Linked DNA regions of Sus scrofa: region 2 is linked to region 1. The links are chromatin contacts, called in public Hi-C maps. All regions are on one chromosome and are shown on one strand. The core of a region is the stretch at or near the end of the contact, and the rest is flanking DNA. Distances in the headings are between cores, read along the strand shown.

Region 1 (3,654 bases), core at 357-2,856:
TGGATGAAATAGTACAGTTTTGGTGTTTATGAACACAAGAGCTAATCAAGCTGGTCATCCAAGTCCATCAGAAAAGTGAGAGGGAAAAAACAAAACAAAAACAAAAACAATTCTTGTCTGCAGGGTCACACTGAAGCTTTCCTGTCAGTTTCAGAAAGACCTTGTTAGCTCCTAAACTGGTTCGGTTAGTGAATTACCTCACTGGCAGATCCTCTCATCTCCCTGTTCTCTGAGATGGTCTTTTCTAATTAAAATCAAAACCATATGACTCTAATAATCTGATCGAAATATTTCTCTTTTCAAAACTTTGCAGTTGCTCTTAATTGCACTAAAACCTGAAATCCAACTTAAAATCTATACTGGGGCTGTAAGTCCACATGTCAAATGTTCTCATGTCTCTGACCCAACTGCTTGATGCAGCCAGGGATGTCACTCAAGGCAGTCAATCTGCTTGACTCCAATAACATCCTGACATGATTCCCCTTTTTCCTGACTGTACCTTCTCTCCTCCAATAAATAAACACTCAGAGTGCAGCTGTGATGGCCTATTTTTGTTGGCCACGCCGGGTTGTCGTTTATAGGATTTGATGTGCAATGTATCTTGTCTTATTTCTCCTGCAATCATAAACCCCATGCTTTTTGACTCCTTCTTAAGTCCACAGCACTGACACAGCACCAGGGGCTGCATAAAAGTGGTCGATTCTTTCACTGGAGGAGCTCTGAGAGGAAGTTCAAACCTTTGTCTTTATAAGCCAAGAGTTATAATGTAGATTCAAAACTTTCTGGAAAAGCAATGCAATTCCCTTTAGCCATCCCCCTTCATCCCTCCTCTTGATTTGGTCCCTCCCAGTCCTATAAAAATGGGGAAAGAATCTTGGCTTTCCTATATGGTATGACTTTCCAACAATGTCCTTCCATAAAAGGGATGGGTCTTGTTTCAGAGCCAAAGGATCTGTCTCCAACAGCTTGGGCTGGGTGGTGGTGATTTTTTTTTTTTTTTTTAATTTCAGACAACGTGGAAGTGTCTGGAATGGTGCCTTCAGTCTCAGCCATCCTAGGAATTACTCAGTGTTTCAGGGCCCTGAGCCAGTAACCACCTCCCAACCACTGCCCAACCATCTCTGCCACGTTAGCTCTGACAGGGAGGTGGGTGAGCTGTGGGTTCAGGAAGACCAGAGGGATCGGGTGCCTGATGCTGAGAAACCCTCCACAGGATCCCAATTCTCAAAGGCAAAAAGCACCCACCCTCTTGTCCTACTTCACCCCTGTAGAGCGGTGATGAGTGAGTTGTTGAGACCTCACACTCATCTGGGCTCCTCAAAGTTTAAGGCACCAAGACCCTTGGAAGCAGGGCTGTGGCCCATCTCCCCAAGCACACTGACCCAGGGCTGTACTCATCCAGGTGGAGCTTCTTTTTCTAATTTGTCAGCCAACAGGGAGACTTTGGGAAGGATGCCTTTTATAAATTTCCTCCAGTGGCGGATACCTTACTCCAATTACTCCACGTAGAAAACCTACTTTTTGCTAATGCCCCCTAAGGAGCCATATAAAGTGGCAAGCTGACCTGGCCTTTCAGTGTGTAGTGGATCTTCACACACCAAAATGATTAACTTTGTAGGGGGAGGGAGGAGATGGCACACTGGTCCCCAGCTCTTGGGTCTGAGTCACCCCCTCTGTGGCTGTCAGATTCTCCTTAGCACAGCAGGATCTCCAACCTAGAATCACATGCACACCAGTAAGTTTGAATCTCTAATGAACTTAGGCCTGAATAAAAAGGTGAGGTTTATTGGGCTGTGTGGGTTCTGCCAAAAAAATGGATCTCTGGTTCCAGGCAATCTGACAAGATCTTGTTCCAACCAGCTTTACTGACCAATGAGAAGAGCTACCCCCTAGCCAGCAAGTCATAATGTGTTTTCTCTCTCTTGCTCACTCTTGCTCTCTCTCTCTCTCTCTCTCTCTCTCTCTCTCACACACACACACACACACACACAATCCACTGTGAAGGGGAATCAGGGTGGGTTTGAATCTTGCTTGCCTCTAACACTTATCCCTTGTACACCTTATCCATGAATATCAGTATCTCTAAAATGCAGTAGAACTGATATCAAGCCCACTCCCCCTGCCTCATGCTTTATCCCCACTTTCCTAATACTTTAACCTGGGAGTTCCACAGTCTCCCTTGGTAACCTAGTCTAATGTCAAATTACTCTTCTGGTCATGATGTAATTTTCCTACAGGCAGGAACCTCATCTGCTGTGCTGCACTGTGTCTTCAAAACCTAAAAAGCGCTTGGTACAATAAACAATGGTTGAATTAATGACTGTCAGGAATGCCCACTCTGCCTCCAGTTTCACCTCTGCTACAAACGAACTATAAGTAACCTCAAGCAAGTTATCCGAGCTGTCTTGGCTACAGTTTCTTTATCTCCAAAACAAAGTGTTTGCTGTAAAAGATTTCGGTTCTCTAAGACATTCTTTCTCAGTTAGAAGATTATTTTGATTTCTAGTTCTTTCCTCTGCTGAACTTTTATCATTTCGGGCACATCTCATATCAAAAAGACATCCTGTAGTGTTTGAGAATATAGGTTTCCAAATCAGACTGTTTGGGTCTGCATCCCTGCCCTCCCACTAGCTTTGGGATTTGGGGCAACTCTTTGACCTGCTGAGCCTGTTTCCTTATCTGTAAAATGGAAATAATAATCATAATACCTCAAGGAGCTGGTAGGATGAGTAATGACTAAATTCATGTAAAGAATTGGAAAAGTGTATGATAAATGGTAGGCATACAAAAACATTCACCATAATTATATGACTGTCTTTCATTCCCATGTTTTGAATTTAAATAACTAACAGTGGCTGGCATTTGGGACTTCCAAACAGCATTCCTGTTTTAATTTCAACCTTCTCTCTTTTTGATCAATGGTAGTCTAAATTCTACATATAGTAACCTAACTGAAGAGCAAGTATAAGGATAATTTAAAACATCCGGGGTGCAATATCCATCTTATTTATCGGGAATATGATTAATAGCATCTTAAAAAATCACCGTATATGTGTCCTTATGCTGATCCTAAGCCACAATCTAAGGACTTCAACGAGCGTCAGTCCATCTTTACCTCCGCATCTTGATTCTCATTGGGAAGATCTTTATCCCCTATATTTAAGATCAGTTTTATTGTTTTCTTCATTAAAATATTAGGAGTGAAGAAACATTGACAAAATCACATCATTTGTTCTTAAAGTTTTCATTGTCACTATTATTGATCTTGCTAAAGCCGTAGAACCAGAAGATAATTTTCCCTTTGGTGGAACTTGGTCATTTTGCTATTTTGAACAGAGTTTATGAGACTGAAGTTGAAAGGGCTGTGAACTATGGATAACCCATATGTTCCTTAATGGTTGTTACATTATTATTTTTCTCACAATTATCAAAAAAAAAAAACCCACAGATTTATTTGGAAAGACTCTGAACAATGAAATAAATACAGTACTGATTTCAAATGCAAATGCCATGTCATTTCTAAATGACTCAACCTTCAAAAGACAATGATAAATCAACCAGATAATTTCTGGGTGTCAAAGAGTTTTAAAGGTGATAGCTAGTAAATTGAAGTACACATCAAAGTTTCTCAAATAAAAATGTTAAATATAAGTT
Region 2 (3,654 bases), core at 639-3,138, 810 kb after region 1:
TCCAGCAGTCTAATTTAACTACTCTGCATACTTGGCTCATGGTAGAAGGAACAAAGAGTCATTCTTCTTGTCAATAACAATTGAAGATACTCCAAAAATCACCTAGGCATGTAGATTTGCTGGATCTCTTAGTGTCCACATGTACAAGATCTCTGTGGAAAATAATTCCTTATAGCTATGTGTATGTGTATGTGTACATCTGTTTGTCTGTAATGTATCATGTCTAGATCTACGTACTTTTGCTAATTTTGATTTATTAATTTATATTGGTAGAGAGATTAGTGCCAAAATTCATTAGAAGGAGAAAGAGTTATCTTTACAGCACCTTGTACAAGGCAGCTCTAAAATAAGTGCCTTTTGAATTAATCCTTATTTTATTTCATCTATAAGCCCTAATTTCCCATGTCTAAAGTGAGTCTAGAAGTGTAAGGATCCATTATTCAGTAGTGTCTTCACCATAGAGCCAGCATTTGGAGAAGCCATTTTGGCCCATATTGGCCTGGGTTGCCTGGCTTTGTCAGGTCCCGAGAGATTCATCCAGACTGGAGCTCTGAATGATTACAGACTTCATCAGGGAGGTGGAAGAGAAGATGCTAAGAATTTAGAGTAGCACTTTGCCAGGTACACTGGTGCTCTGAGCATCTGCTAAAGGCAGGTAAGTTAAGCATAGTACCACTAGGGCTATGGTGAGAAACTGAGGGAGCCAAGACCATTTTGGCCACGCAGAGAGTATTTCCTAGAGTAAGAAGGAGTGGCGGATGAAAGGAGCAAGAGCTGTGGGCAAGACTTAGAGGAGTGACCGGCTCCGAAAGCAAGAGAATAAGATAAATGGATGGGGCAGAATCTGATTTGAAAGTTTCAAGATCACCCTCAAGACCAAGAGCAGGAGCAGAGCTGTAGCTTTGTTGTCTTCAGGGTGTCGACAGGAGACCTGAAAGATCATGGAGAGGACATTTTGCCCAGAGCGTGAAGGTCCTCAGTTTCTAGGCTTTTATTCATCAGTATCTGAGTGTTGAATGAATCTGTCCTTGATTCTAACCTCTTTTCTTCTACATCCTTCTCATATGCCCTTACTGGCCAGGTAAACACCAAGGAAATGCAGGTTACAAACAAAAGAGAGAGCTGAGGTGTTCAGGGTGGTGTGCTCTCTAAAGGTTCACATTTGTCTTTTCATTAGCTGTCTTTCCCATAGGAAAACTTTAGACTTATTTGATTGCAGTAACATGGGAAGTTTGCAGTCCTTCTGTACAATCATAAATTGAAAATGCTCTGAAACAGTTTTTTAATATAATTTTGTGGCAGACTCATTTTGGTGGTAAACCTGACCCACACTGACAGGATGCTATTTGCAGCCTTTATGCACCTTAGTGAGAATATTCACATGTTTGGTGGCAAAAAAAATATTCCGTGTGTTTGATTACAGAGGGATTCCACGCCCCGCTGTGGGCAATAAGCAATTTATGGAAAATGCATCTTACTATGATTCTGAAATTAGAAAAATTCTGAATTCCAAAAACATCTGGCCCCAGGGGTTTTAGAAAAGTGATCGTCAACCCATAAATGTTTTTCCGTAAATGTTGGTGTATTTATTTATCCCTTAAGGAATGAATGTTTGCTTCGTTCTTCTCCTACAAAGAAAACAAAGTGGGGAGGGGAGAACAAGACAAATCCAAATGGCGGCTCTCAGGCCAGTAAACAGTAGCTGAAGCTTTGTGGGTGTCTAAGTCCTTAACAGAAGTAGACCTTTTAAAGGACACAAATCTAGATCTGTACTTTTCCTGCAATTAAAAATTTTTATGGATTTCGCTGTGGATCTGCATCATCCTGTTCTCCAGCTTTGCAGCTGCCTGAGCTGTAAAAGAGCTGCAAAGCCTAAAATGTCTTACTTGTGGGACCAGAGCGCCACCTTTCTTCCAGACTTGGAATGGAAGCTTTACTCATAGCCACCGGCTGACTTGCCCGTTGAAGCCATTCAATCCACAAGATTTTCAAGGAAACAATTTCTTGACACTCAAATCATAAAGGAAGAGTTGCAAAGAGGGCAAGAAAGTGTGTTTCCTTCTCTTTGGTCCCTGAGCAATTAAATTCGTAACCTAATCTGATGTTAGGGAGTGTGAGCCATAAACCCTGTGTTTAATTAGTTTGCACCTGGAGAGTCATTTTACACACTAGACATTTTAATTTACAACCTCCTGCATTGCAGCACTTTTTTAGGCCTTCAGCTATGTAATAAGGTATTCTGCTAGCTGCCGAGGCTTTAAAAATATAGATACTCTTAGTTCAGATATTTTTCCTTTCTTTTCTGTTTTCAGTTGCAAATCAAACATGCAGTTACAGAAGCAGAGATTCAGAAATTGAAGACCAAGGTAAGTACCAATACACAGTGTTTGAATTGTCCTTTTTAAACTTCAGATGCTATGAATAAATTCAACCCTAGGACTAAAAGATTTGTTTCTGTACATTTGAAAGAATCCTAATGCGAAAGATTGACTTCCACTGTTAGTGGAAAAACCTACCAGTGCACACCCTTGTGGGGTCAGTGCCACCATATCCCTCAGGAAAAGTAGCACAATATTTTATAATTGCATATTTACATGCTTGCACATATGTGGCCAGTTCACTCTGAGCTTTCCTCAAAAAGTATGTGTTCATAATAGTTCAACCATGTGACTTACATTTTGCCCCTAATTCCTTAAGCACAAGTTTTTACTATAGCTTTCTTTTTATATATCTTATTTTAAATAAGTTTAATCATTTATTTATTTTGACTTATTCTTCAGAAACAATGCATTTTAACATAACACATTAATTATTTTTCATAGGGAAAATTTCCAATTTCTAGTAATTAAATATTTTGAAATTTAATTAATATGTAAATAATTTATTTTAGGTATCAGATGCTACCAGAAATCTTTAGATAAGTTTAGTTCATATTATTTAAATTTCTGGGGGAAAAACATCTTGATAAAAGGGAAAAGGGAGCATATATTTTTAGTTTATTAATGAGATAATACAAAATTCAAAAGGGCATTTTTAATTGGTAAATTTCTTGAATTATGTCTTATTTTACCACATATGTAATTTCAAAGATTTTAAAGCAAACATGTTTTGAATTACTTTTAAAACAATAAAAATTATTTTTAATGGTCTTTTAAAAATGAAGACATAATTCCTCCCATACCAGTGACAATCTGTTTCTCTGTTCACATTGAACACTTGTTTTGGTTTTTCCATGTGTTTTAAATGGAGATGAATTAGCAAAGCTATTTTGGTTAAATGGTATTTTCAGCTAATAACTCTGTAGCTCTTTAGTCAGACCATGTCTATACATCATTCATGGTTTTAGCCAAGCTCTGTGAATAATAATTTTTTAATTAGTAGTGGTTGGTAAATAAACAACTTGAACACAAAAGCATTGCTTAATAAAAGATGCAGTAAAAACCCTGTCCTGCTTTAAATTGCTCTTGTTTCTCAGCATAGAAGAATAAAAGATTTTTTTTTAATTGTTGGTTACAATTAGAGAAAAAGATTCTCCTGTGATTGCAAATGCTTTAACAAAGCTGTGTGTTAGATATTTAATCAAGAAAATGCTGTAAATTAGTATTTTATATTTTCTCAATTATAATAACCATAGAATAGCTTACTTTACTGTGA

What was found. A called contact is a pair of places that touch in the nucleus more often than the background predicts.
Region 2: a contact with region 1 is called in a Hi-C map of fetal skeletal muscle, with 2.8 times the contacts expected there. The contact joins two enhancer-like sites. A contact is called at or near these places in 8 of 47 Hi-C or Micro-C datasets (embryonic fibroblasts, epiblast stem cells, fetal skeletal muscle and 3 more).

The regions. Positions count from the first base shown.
Region 1 is chr9:74,082,240-74,085,893 of Sscrofa11.1, forward strand. No RefSeq gene overlaps it. Among named protein-coding and RNA genes, the nearest start is that of COL1A2, 90 kb to the right of the region's middle. Within about 2 kb of position 1,607, at least 25 of the 83 cell types and tissues checked have an H3K27ac peak or open chromatin away from gene starts, as enhancers often do. A contact at or near this core is called in fetal skeletal muscle, where this site is marked.
Region 2 is chr9:74,889,148-74,892,801 of Sscrofa11.1, forward strand. PPP1R9A (neurabin-1) reads left to right here. Exons shown (of 19, transcript XM_021063384.1): 8 at 2,313-2,366. Among named protein-coding and RNA genes, the nearest start is that of PON1, 84 kb to the right of the region's middle. Within about 2 kb of position 1,889, at least 13 of the 83 cell types and tissues checked have an H3K27ac peak or open chromatin away from gene starts, as enhancers often do. A contact at or near this core is called in fetal skeletal muscle, where this site is marked.